Linked DNA regions of Canis lupus: region 1 is linked to region 2. A link is a contact called in public Hi-C data. All regions are on one chromosome and are shown on one strand. Each heading gives the region's core, a stretch centred on a gene start, on an enhancer-like site or on the middle of the called end of the contact. The rest is flanking DNA. Distances are from core to core; before and after follow the strand shown. Region 1 holds the start of PAOX (peroxisomal N(1)-acetyl-spermine/spermidine oxidase). Region 2 overlaps INPP5A (inositol polyphosphate-5-phosphatase A).

Region 1 (6,237 bases), core at 2,862-5,361, 530 kb after region 2:
TGCGGTCCCCAGGGCAGCAGGCTGCTCCTGCAGTGGCTCGTGGGTGCCTTGACCTGCTTGGTTGCCTATGTGACGGAAACTGCTGGGTGACAGGAGGGGTCACCCTGTGGTCTGGGTGCTCTGCTTCCGGCCTACGGCAGCGACTCTTCCAGCAGCATTCTTTTAAAGTGCCTGCGTCCTTCGTACCTACGTTTCATTGAGTCACATATGTACATATATTCCTTTTTTTTAAATTTTTTATTTATTTATGATAGTCACACAGAGAGAGAGAGAGAGAGAGGCAGAGACACAGGCAGAGGGAGGAGCAGGCTCCATGCACCGGGAGCCCGATGTGGGATTCGATCCCGGGTCTCCAGGATCGCGCCCTGGGCCAAAGACAGCGCTAAACCGCTGCGCCACCCAGGGATCCCTGTACATATATTCCTATGTCCACTTTCTGAATTCCGTGGCGGCTGGGATTTGTCTCTTATTCTGGGATGAGTCCTCAGCACCTCCAATTATCTGAATAGGTCTTCTCATGTTTAAGAAGCCGTTAGATTGGGGCCCCTGGGTGGCTCAGCGGTTGAGTGTCTACCTTTGGCTCAGGGCGTGACCCCGGGGTCCTGGGATCGAGTCCCACATCGGGCTCCCTGCCTGGAGCCTGCTTCTCCCTCTGCCTGGGTCTCTGTCTCTCTCTCTCTCTGTCTCTCATGAATAAATAAATAAATCTTTTTAAAAAAAAAAGAGAGAGAGAGAGAGAGAAGCTGTTAGAATCCAGGCAGTGGCCCTGGGGCCATCCTGGCAGCGGGCTGGATGCCTGTTTTTGCACAGAGGGATTCCAGAAGGAGAGACAGTTGGGGGTGAGTCTCTGGTACCCAGAATGCTGACCACCCCCTCATCCTATCCACTCTTTGGTTTCAAAAATACTGGCAAGTAGACCTGTATGCTGCAGGAAGGACACTGGAAGACTCTTAATGGGGAGCCTGGGCAGCCCAGCAGGAGGACTCAGGGGATCTCAGGGGGGAGGTTGCCCAGTTAACAGCCCCCCCCCGCCCCCAAACTCCCCAGTGTCAAGCTCTCATTAGATGAGTCCCGCTTACAAACCTGGTATTTCCAAATACCCCTCTGGCCTGTTCCTCCTCATGAGCAAACAAACAGTACCTGCCGGCACGAAAAGTTCCTGGAAGATGGAAACAGAAGAAACAGGGAAGAGACCATCTGGGGCAAACCCCCCAAGCAGGAGAACACTTCCGCATGCACATCCTCAGACACTGCTCCCTTGAAGCAGGAACAGAACGTTTCTCTTCTCTGAAAAGAGACGTGGGTGGACGAAGAGCTCTTGGAAATTCAGCACAGTGGCAGCGGAACAAGCTCCCTGGGGAGAAATCCTCCAGAAGGCAGAGCGAAAGGCCAGGATGGAAAACAGGAGACAAGTTGAACACACAAGCTTCAGTCTCAAACCTCGGCCATCTTTTTTTTTTTTTTTTCTTTTTAAGATTTTATCTATTTATTCATGAGACACAGGGAGACACAGAGAGGCACAGAAGCACAGGCAGAGGGAGAAACAGGCTCCATGCAGGGAGCCTGATGTGGGACCCGATCCCCGGTCTCCAGGATCACGCCCCGGGCCGAAGGCGGCGCTAAACCACTGAGCCCCCCCTCCCGGCTGCCCAACCTCTGACATCTTAAAACAAGAATTTTAGACAGAGGCAACAGCGAAGGGGGGGACGAGTCATTGGTGGAAAGAAATGATTAGTGAAATAACCTATGAAGGAAGTTCCCAGGTCTGAAGCACAGGAGTTTCCAGACTGAGGGAGCTTTGAGTTCCCAAAATAATGAGAGAACGTCCAGGCACAAGGACGCAGCACATTGTGAAATTTCCACAGAGGATCCTAAATATTTGTAGGGAGGAGCAGCCTCCACTGTGGTAAAGGATCATACGTTCAAATGCCTGTGAATTTCTTACGGGCACTCCTGGGCCGGAGACAGGCCTGCACAGTCCGAAGGTCTCTAACCTAGAGTTCTTTTTAATTGTTTTTTTTTTTTTAATTTTTATTTATTTTATGATAGTCACACAGAGAGAGAGAGAGGCAGAGACACAGGCAGAGGGAGAAGCAGGCTCCATGCACCAGGAGCCCGATGTGGGATTCGATCCCGGGTCTCCAGGATCGCGCCCTGGGCCAAAGGCAGGCGCCAAACCGCTGCGCCACCCAGGGATCCCTAATTGTTTTTTTAAAGACTTATTTACTCATGAGTGACAGAGAGAGAGACACAGAGAGAGGCAGAGACACAGGCAGAGGGAGAAGCAGGCTCCACGCCGGGAGCTCGACGCAGAACTCGATCCTAGGTCTCCAGGGGAAGGCAGGCGCTCAACTGCTGAGCCCCCCGCCACCCCCCCCCCCTCCCCGCCCCGGGCCTCCCTAACCTGGAGTTCTATGCTTAGGCAAACTACAAATCAAGTGTGAAGGTGAAACCAAGACATTTTCCGGTTTCCATTATCATTAAATAAATGACCTCCCAGTGTGTATGCCCGGCTTCACCCAAACAGGCGAGGAACCAAGAAAAGACAAGAGCTGGGGGAGGAGGCCCAGCCCCCCCCCCCCCCCCCCCCCCCGGGAAGGAGGGAGTCCTCTGGGCAACGGGGTGGGGGTGGGGGCAGACGGAAGGACCACCTGCCCAGGCTGCGGCTGACTTAGGGGTGGTCCTGAGGCCTGCAGACCTCCTGTCCCGGCCACGGAAAGTCCACGGAAGCCTCCTGCTGGGCGAGAGTGGCCAGATCTGGACGTGGCCGGCAAGGAATGACACGCCCTGGGTGGTGTCCCAGGAAAGCCTTTGGCAGAAGCTCTGTAATCCCTGCAAGACAGTAGAGACCAGACCTTCCCGAATCAGGAAGATATGTGCTAAATGCTTCTGGACCAGGGGCGGGGCGTGTGTGAGAAAGTTCTCCCCTCACCTCTTCTCTTGAATTTTGTACTTTATGGGGATTACACGTGTGTACATGGAGAAGGGCGTCCCCACCGAGAGGTGTCCCTCAGCCCCACTTTGGACGGGCCAGGCTGTCCCCGTGCCACCCTGGGCCGCCCGAGGCCCCACGAGGCCCCAAGGTGCTGCTCTCCTGGGGCAGGAGCGAGGCCCGCCCTCCACCTTCTGGGCGCCTTTCCACGCCTGCTTCGTGGCCTCCGTCCGCGGGGGCAGCTGCCCGGACTGCCCAGCAGCGGGGCTGCGGCTCGGGCCCCTTCCTGCGCGCAGGCCGACAGCCGGGACACCCCCGCCAAGCGCGCTGGCCTTCACCCTGTCCTGCAGCCCGCACCCCTGCGCCACTCACGGGGCCGCAACTCCAGGACAAGAGGTCACGTGGCACGGCCGCCACCCGGGCCTGGCCTCGCCCCGCGCTCCTCCGTCCTCCTACTGCCCTGCACCTGCCGCCTCGCGCCCCAGCCCCACTCCTGCGGCCGGTGGTCCCACCAGCACCCCCCATCACCCCGCCCCCTCCCTCCCCTCCCCTGCCCCTGGGCTTCCCGTGCCCCCACCCACCCCTCCCGTCCCCTATGCAGCCCCGCCCCCTCCCATCCCCCTCCTGTGCCTCCTGGCCCCGCGCCCCCATCCGGTTGCTGGCCGCTCCGTGCCCCCCCGCCCCTCCCCTCCCCTGCCCCTGGCCTTCCTGTGCCCCCACCCGCCCCTCCCGTATCCAGCCGCGACCCACTCCCATCCCCCTCTAGTCCCTCCCCGCGCGCCCATCCGGCTGCCGGCGGCCCCGTTCCAACCCCGTCCCTCCCGCCCCCGCCTCCCTTCCCCTCCCCGCCCCCCCTCCTTTCCCCTCCCCTCCCCCCCTCCTTTCCCCTCCCCTCCCCTATCACCCTACTTCCAGTCCCTCCCCGCGCCCGCCTCCGGCTGCTGGAGGCCCTGTGCCCACCCCTCCCCTCCCCTTCCTTCCCCTCCCCATCGCCCCGCCCCCAGCCCGCCCCCACTGCCTCCCACCTCCAGTCCCTCCCCGCGCCCCCCTCCGGCTGCCGGCGGCCCCGTGCCCCGTCGCTCCCCGCCCCTCCCCATCGCCCCGCCTCCCGCCCCGCCCCGGTCCCCTCGGGGCTCTCCGCACCTCGCGGCGGCGGGACGCACGGAGTGGATGGGCGCGATGGAGTGGAGCGGAGGCCTGGCGGAGCGGCCGGGCCGCGGGCGGCGGGTGCTGGTGGTGGGCGGCGGCATCGCGGGGCTGGGCGCCGCGCAGAGGCTCCGCGCGCACCCGGCCTTCTCGCAGCTGCGGGTCCTGGAGGCCACGGCCCGCGCCGGCGGCCGCATCCGCTCGGAGCGCGGCTTCGGTAACCGCCTCCCGCAGCCCCTCCCCGAGCCCAGCCCCGGAGCCCCACGGGCGCTGCCCGCCTGCGCCCGGGCTCAGCGACCCCGAGCCCCCCGAGGGCCCGTGCGCCCCACCCCGCGCCTCGGGTCAAGGTCGCGGTCCCCAATCCCCGCCGAGCCGGGCCCCGCGGCCGCCCCCTCGGGCACCCCTGCTGCCCCTGCCCGCTCCGCGGGGGCCCTCCGAGGGCGGGGGCGGGCCCTCAAGGCCTAAGGGGCCCCTTGAACGAGGCCTGGGGCTGGGGAAGGCGGCCCGGGCGGCCCGGGAGGAGCGCTCGGCGCAGGCCCGGCCGTCTGCTGCCCCGCAGGTGGCGTGCTGGAGCTGGGCGCGCACTGGATCCACGGGCCCTCCCGCGGCAACCCCGTCTTTGAGCTGGCGGCCGAGCACCGGCTGCTGCGGGAGAAGGACTTGTCGGAGGAGAACCAGCGGATGGAGACGGGCGGGCACGTGGGCCTGCCCTCGGTGACCTACGCCAGCTCCGGGGTCAGCGTGAGCCGCGAGCTGGTGGTGGAGACGGCGAGTCTGTTCCACAGCCTCATAGACCAGGCCCGCGAGTTCGTGCGTGGGGCCGCCGCGCCCGCGCCCAGCGTGGGGGAGTACGTGAGGGGCGCGCTCAGGGCGCTGGCGGCCGGCTGGACGGACCGCGAGGATGCCAGGAGGCTGCGGCTCGCCCTGATGCACAACTTTCTCAACGTGGAGTGCTGCGTGAGTGGAACCCACAGCATGGACCTCGTGGCCCTGGCGCCCTTCGGGGAGTACACCGTGCTGCCCGGGCTGGACTGCACCTTTCCTGGGTAGGTGCTCGCCCCCCCCATGCACCCAGGCCCCTCCTGTACCCTGGGCCCCCCATGCACCCGGGCCCCTCCTGTACCCTGGGACCCCCCCATGCACCTGGGCCCCTCCTGTACCCTGGGCCTCCCATGCACCCGGGCCCCTCCTGTAGCCTGGGCCCCCCAAGCACCCAGGCCCCTCCTGTACCCTGGGACCCCCATGCACCCAGGACCCTCCTGTACCCTGGGCCCCCCATGCACCCAGGACCCTCCTGTACCCTGGGCCCCCCATGCACCCGGGCCCCTCCTGTACCCTGGGACCCCCATGCACCCGGGCCCCTCCTGTACCCTGGGCCCCCCATGCATCCAGGCCCCTCCTGTACCCTGGGACCCCCATGCACCCAGGACCCTCCTGTACCCTGGGCCCCCCATGCACCCGGGCCCCTCCTGTACCCTGGGACCCCCATGCACCCAGGACCCTCCTGTACCCTGGGCCCCCCATGCACCCGGGCCCCTCCTGTACCCTGGGCCCCCCATGCACCCAGGACCCTCCTGTACCCTGGGCCCCCCATGCACCCGGGCCCCTCCTGTACCCTGGGCCCCCCATGCACCCGGGCCCCTCCTGTACCCTGGGCCCCCCATGCACCCGGGCCCCTCCTGTACCCTGGGCCCCCCATGCACCCAGGACCCTCCTGTACCCTGGGCCCCCCATGCACCCAGGCCCCTCCTGTACCCTGGGCCCCCCATACACCCGGGCCCCTCCTGTACCCAGGGACCCCCATGCACCCGGGCCCCTCCTGTATCCTGGGACCCCCCATGCACCCGGGCCCCTCCTGTACCCTGGGCCCCCCATCCATGCACTCAGGCCCCTCCTGTACCCTGGGACCCCCCATCCATGCACTCGGGCCCCTTCTGTATCCTGGGACCCGCCACCCATGCACCCAGGCAGGGCGGTCCTGCTGGGCTTCCCAGCATCACCCCAAGGCTCCTTGATCATTTGTGATCAGAAGTAGGATTCCAGGCGGGGGAGAGGGGGGCTCCTTCTCTCACAGCTCTGTTGGCTCGTGCTCCCGTGAGCCTCTTTAGCTGGGGCAGTGGTACCGGTGTTCGAGGCGGCCTGGAGACCCGTGGGGGGCC
Region 2 (5,645 bases), core at 2,788-5,287:
ATGGAGCCAGTGTGAAAGGGGCCTTTTCAGTGGGTGAGGACGTTAGTCCAGGAACATGACTGTGTGATGGTTGCGCCAACCTGGGGCAGGGGTTGGGGCGGCCTGCTGTGGGTGCAGACGGGCCGGGCTGCACGCGCGGGGCTGTGTTTAGGGCCTGCCCCTCGCAGGCTCTGCTCCCCGTGCCCGCCTCTGCCGGGCTCTGGCCGTGGGAATGGAGGGGGGGCCTGCACTGTTCACATCTGCAGTTTGGGCGCACAGGTGTGTTTTGGGAGACGGAAGAGGCCCTGGAGCATCCACCTGGACCTGCCCCAAGCAGGCCGGGCCGGGTGGTGCTGTGTGCCGAGGCGCGCTGCCCACCCGTGGGTCCAGCGCCGGCGAGTGGCCCGACGACGTGGGAGCTGGTCCGGCCCCCGGGGGCGGCTCGGGGGTGCCCGGGGCTCTGCTGGGGGCTGCTCTTGCTGCCCTCACACAGCAGGGCTGTTCCGGGCTGACGATGTGCCCCGGCACATGGGGCAGGGGATGAGGTGACGAAGTTCCAGGGAAGCGCTCTGGGCTGGTCTTCCCTGGGGAATAGTCAGCCCCGCCCCAGGAGGGTGGCCTTGGGGTCACCTGTTACTTGAATCTTGACCCGCTGGGGGGTTGTTGTGGCCTCAGGCCCCTTGTCTTCTCCCTCCTGAGCTCTGACGGGGGCCTAGGGCCCTTCTTTGGGGTTCGGGCTTGGTTGGGACGCGGGGACTAGGGCCACACCCCCTCACCTGTTTGAGCCAAACGTGCTGGTGTGGGGGTGGCTTTCCCAGAGTTCCTGCCCTGACCGACCTGCCCCGAGGTGCATCCGCCTGCACCCCGGCCCGCCCCGCCTCTGGGCCCGAGCCTGGCCCCGGGCCTCCCATCGGGCCCTGCCCTCTCTCCGCTGCGTGCGCGGGAGCGGAGTCCAGGACTGCTTCCTGGAGGCGGGGGCCCCTCTTCCCCGTGGCGGAGTCCGGGCCTGGCTCTGGTTCAGCCTTGTGGGCCTGGGCTCAGGCACCTGCCGTCTCCGCCCCCCTCCCAGGCCCCTGAGCCATCGCTGTTACCCTAGGACCCTGAGGTTTACGAGGGCGAGGGCGGCATGGCCCGGCCTGGGTCTCGGGGGAGGGATCCTGCCTCCGTGCGAGCGCGAGGCCACGTGGCGGAGTCCGCAGGGACACGGGGGACGGGAAGGTGTGGAGGCTGCAGTGTGCTGTTTATCACCCGCGCCAGGGCCATGCCGGCTCACCCTTGTTTGCTCGGTGCGTCAGGAGGCGGGCATGCCATCTGGCACGGGCCGCGGCGCCCGTGGAGGGGGGCAGCAGCCCTGGCTTCCTGGGGGGTGCTGGGGCTGCCGGCGATCCTGCCGCGCCTTCCTCCCAAGACCTCGTCCCCTCCTGCCCAGCCAAGGCGTCCTTACCGCGTCCAGGGCTGAGCAGCGCCGGGGACGCCGGGTTGGTCCATCGCGGTCCCCTGGACGCAGGCTCCTGTGTCGGGCTGTGGGGCGGCCTTGGGGTGGCTGCCCGGGCTCTAGCCCTCGGCCTGCGGGCTCCCCGCCAGGTGTCCGGGATGCGTGTAGCTGTCCCTTCACTCCCCACTCGCCTTCCCGACCCCCTTCCCCACCAAGCCCCCGTGGCAGGTCGGTCCTCCGTGGTCTGCACAGGGCGTGCTTCTGCAGCTGCTCTGTCCCCAGGGTCCCTTTGGCCTCCTGCTGCTTACCGTCCCTTCTGGGGACAGCGTGCTGTGACCAGCTCCGTGCCGTGCTGTCCCGCCCTCCCCCTTCCCCACCTGAATCCCTCAGCTTTGTGCTTTCGTGCGCACGTGGCTGTCGTCACCGTCTGTGGTGTTGAGGGGTGTGGGCCTCAGGACAGCCGCTGCGGGGTGGGATTTGGGGTTCTTCTGGGGGGGGTGGAGGGCGGAGCAGTCAGGGCTGGAGGGAATCGGAAGGTGGCCGGACCCCGGGCGTGTCAAGGCCAGGTGGTGCCCTCCAGGGCTGTGGGAGTGTGGTGGGGCCCCTGCGGGCGCGGTGACAAGGCTCTGGGCGCCAGCCTGTCCTCTCTGCGCTTTTGTTGAGGGACAGTTGTGTGTCGCACGGCTCACCCCGCGCAAGCGTGCGGCTCAGTGACTTAGGGCAGCGCTGACAGTTGTGTGACTCTCCCCACGCTCATTTTACAGCAGGTGCCCCCTGCCCACGGCAGCCCTCGGTGCCACGGCTCTGCGTCCTGTCTCCAGAACTTCGCCCCCAGCACCCACCTTGTGTGGTGGAACCGCACGGCCTGTGGTCCTTGGGCCTGGCATCGGTGTCCTGCCCGCGTAGCTGTTTGTCTCAGCAGTTCTGTGCCTTCTTAGGGTCAAGTGGGTTCCGGAAGGTGTGCGCCCTGCAGCGTGTCCGCTCCCCGGTTGATGGATGTGATGTAGTTTCTGATTTGAGCTGCGTGAGCGATCGTCTCCGCCTCTGGTCGCGTGGTCAGCGGACACTGGTTTTGTGGGCAGTGCCCACCTGTTCCAAGCAGCTGCACCATTCCACGTGCCCTGGCCGCGTGGGGCCGAGGCTCTCCGTGTGGGTCGGCCACTGCAGGTGTGGTGGAGATGGCCTGTGCACTTTCTGGCCCCTGGCTTTAAAAATAGGCGGCTGCAGTGGTCTTGTGGGTACCGTGATTATGATGGTAATGGTACTCGGCAGGCTGTTGACTGGGAGCGGCTCCTCTGGGGCTCTTGCACTTCTGCTCACCCCCTTGGGGCAGGCACACCGGATGCTGGGACCTCCCTAGAGGGGCCCAGTTTGCCTGGATGGCAGGTACCTGTGATAGCGTCGTGCCCTCCAGTGTAGTTATGCAGGTGAGGCAGGGGCAAGGACAGGTGCACTGGGGCTTGGCTCCTGGGACTTAGCCTCTGCCCCACAGCCTGCCCCCCCCCCCCCCCCCCCGCCATGGGGATGGAGCGGAGTCGTGGCTCAACAATCAGTCTGGTGGTATTAGTCTTGGGGAGCTGAGCAGCGGTGGCATCTGCAGCCTCCCCTCCACTGCCCGGGCATGGAGGACACCGCCCGCAGTGAGGGGCAGGGAGTGCCTCTGGCAGGTGAGTTCCTGTCTCCCAGCCTCTGGGTGTCTGCCCCCCCCGCCCCCCGTGTACCTTTATCTCCTGGGGGTCTGGGATCTTTTATAGTCCTGCTGGTGAGGGGACGCTGTTCCACGGTGCACCCAGCTGGTCAGCAAGGACTCTCTCAGGTGGACGGTTCAGGGAGTCGGCAGCTGTTCCCGAAGTTGCACTAGAATGCTGGCCCGCGGGAGGGGCCTGGCCATCCTTGCGTGGGGACGCGCCCGCCCCGTGCTCAGGTCCCTGCGGCTCGTCTGCACCAGGATCCGCATGGGCCTGGAGCTTCCTTTGGCCACACTCGCACTAGTCCTGGGATTCTGCCTAGGCCCGCAGAGCAGATGGGGGGGGTGGTCCTGAGGACCCCTGTGGGAAGCAGCTGCCCGACCCCAGCTCTGAGCTGTCGGTGGCCCCAGAAGACGACCCGGTAGAGGGTTGGGCTCGGGTGAGCTCTGACTTGCTGGTGGAGCCTGAGCTGAGATTTGGGGTGAAGGGTCAGTGCTCTTAAAACCATGTTGAGGCCTCTTTGTGCAGAGCCCGGGGGGCCGCTGCACTGAGAGGTGCCCACGGAGGAGCTGAGTGGACAGAGCCGCCGTCCCGGTTTGCCTTGGGTGCCCTCCAGACCCTCTTGGGGCCTGTACCAGTTCCGGGTCCAGGCTTCGTTGGGGTGCACCGGCGGGCGCTGGCTTCGTCCGCTTCAGCGGGTGGTGGCCCAGCACCTGCGTGCAGAGCATGCTCCTCGTTTGTTGAGTTGTGATTTGGGGTGATTTGGGATTATGTCAAGATGGAGTCATTCTGTTAAGAATGACATGTGTCCAAGTGGCAGACAGATCTGTGGGGACGCCTGTTTTGCTTTTTTCTCCTTCATCACTTACGGTTTTTCAGATCTTTTGCAACTTCCTGTTTTTGCTGTAACGCCGTCACCGCCCTCAGCGCTGCATTGAGGCAGCTCGCGCCGTGCACGCTGTCCAGGTGGGAGGGGGTCGTGCTTGCTGATGCTGTGAGCAGAGTGTGCAGAGTGGCAGGAACTGACCAACCGGGGCCACCAAGGCCGGGCCCCAGTGGCCGATCCGAGGACTGGCCAGGACGGTCACTGGGCCAGGTGGGGTCTTGCTGAAGTTTCTGAAGCCCCTGGGCCCTGTCCGCCCAGGCGCTTGGTGCTATTGGAGAGGAGCTCTGGGGCCAGGAGGTCTGGGCTCCCGGTTGTGGGTGGTTCTGCTGAATTGCCCCGGTTCAGCCTCAGCTGGGCTTGCAGGTGTGTGGGCGATGAGGGCCCAGAGAGCTCATTTTTAGGGGCTGTTACTAGCGTGGTTCCGGTGGCCTTGGGCTTAGTGAGTGTCTCCCCAGAGCTGGGCCCTTGTCCAGGGGCTGGAACCTTGGCAGGGAGCACCAGGGAGCACCCCGGCTCCCCCACACCAGTGCTCCCAGCAGTACACTCGCCCTGCCTGCCTCTGTGGGCAGTTCCTTGAATTGGCTGGGCAGGTGGCTGAGCGCTGGAGGTCTTGGGGTCCCCCGGGGGCGGTCCCTGTGGCCCCGCGTGCTGCCTTCCCTGCCCCCATTTTCCACCCCTGTGGGAAGCAGCTACCATGTCTCATCTGAGGCATGAGGGACTGTAGGAGAAGAGGGCAGCAGGTGACGGGCCAGCAGAGAAGGGAGTGTCCTCGGGCTGAGGTGAGGAGGCCGGAGGGGGCCTGGGAGGGGGCCTGGGTTGGGGGAGGAGCATTTCAGGTTGGTGTGCTGGGGTGTGGGGTGCAGGGCCGCAGGAGCCAGCAGGCAGGAGCCAGGGTTCATCGTCTGTGGCACCCGCGCGTGGTCGAGGCCTCACTGCCCGAAGGGGGGCTCCCGCTCTGTCCTGCTGCGGGGACGCACAGCGCGCTCTCAGGGCCGAGGGGCCTCCTGCGAGGCAGCCCGGCTCGCGGCTCACACTCCAGGCCTCCAGCTGCCGGTGTGGCAGGAGGTGGACTCCAGGGGGCCTAGGATGCCCAGAAATACATGCCCTGGGCCCTGGGCCCACAGACCGCCTCTTGGGCGAATGGCTGGGGTCAGGACCTGAAGTCCGTGGGGCCTGGGAGCTGGCTGGAGAAGTGGGCAAGAGGTGGCCTCCAGGGCCACTGCCAAGCAGGAGCGGAGGCAGGAAATGGGGGGCCGAGCCCGCGTGGGAAGCCGTGCGGCTGGCGTGGGCGGTGTGGTCAGCAGGCCCGGCGGGGCCAGTGGATGGCGGAAGCCAGGCACTGTGGGCCGAGGGGTGGCATGGCTCGGAGGGCCTTTGAGCCCCTGCTCCTTCGGGCCACGGGGGCTGTGGCCAATGACCCCACTCCCGCGGCCAGCAAGGTGTGGGTGCACTGTCACCCCCAGGTGTGGCCTTGAGTCCGGGTACCCGGGCCATCGGGGCTGCCGCGCCCCGTTTGGGTTTTCACTGCTGATAAGTGAGTCAGTCCGGAAGGGGAAGGGGGGGTGCTCGGGGCGGGCTGGAGAGTGAGGCGGTGGCGAGGGTCGGTGCCCCGGGGGGGGGTGCCCCGAGGTCCTCACGGACGGGATGGCAGGTGGGA

Evidence for each region. Hi-C and Micro-C count contacts between places; a contact is called where the count stands out from the background.
Region 1: a contact with region 2 is called in a Hi-C map of blood, with 3 times the contacts expected there. The contact joins the promoter of PAOX here to the enhancer-like site in region 2. A contact is called at or near these places in 2 of 9 Hi-C or Micro-C datasets (both in blood).

What each region holds. Positions count from the first base shown.
Region 1 is chr28:41,464,441-41,470,677 of UU_Cfam_GSD_1.0, forward strand. PAOX (peroxisomal N(1)-acetyl-spermine/spermidine oxidase) reads left to right here and starts at 4,112. Exons shown (of 7, transcript XM_038579207.1): 1 at 4,112-4,295; 2 at 4,638-5,124. The coding sequence starts at 4,112.
Region 2 is chr28:40,933,579-40,939,223 of UU_Cfam_GSD_1.0, forward strand. All of the region lies in intron 1 of INPP5A (inositol polyphosphate-5-phosphatase A), which reads left to right. Among named protein-coding and RNA genes, the nearest start is that of INPP5A, 9.2 kb to the left of the region's middle. Within about 2 kb of position 4,038, at least 2 of the 20 cell types and tissues checked have an H3K27ac peak or open chromatin away from gene starts, as enhancers often do. A contact at or near this core is called in blood, where this site is marked.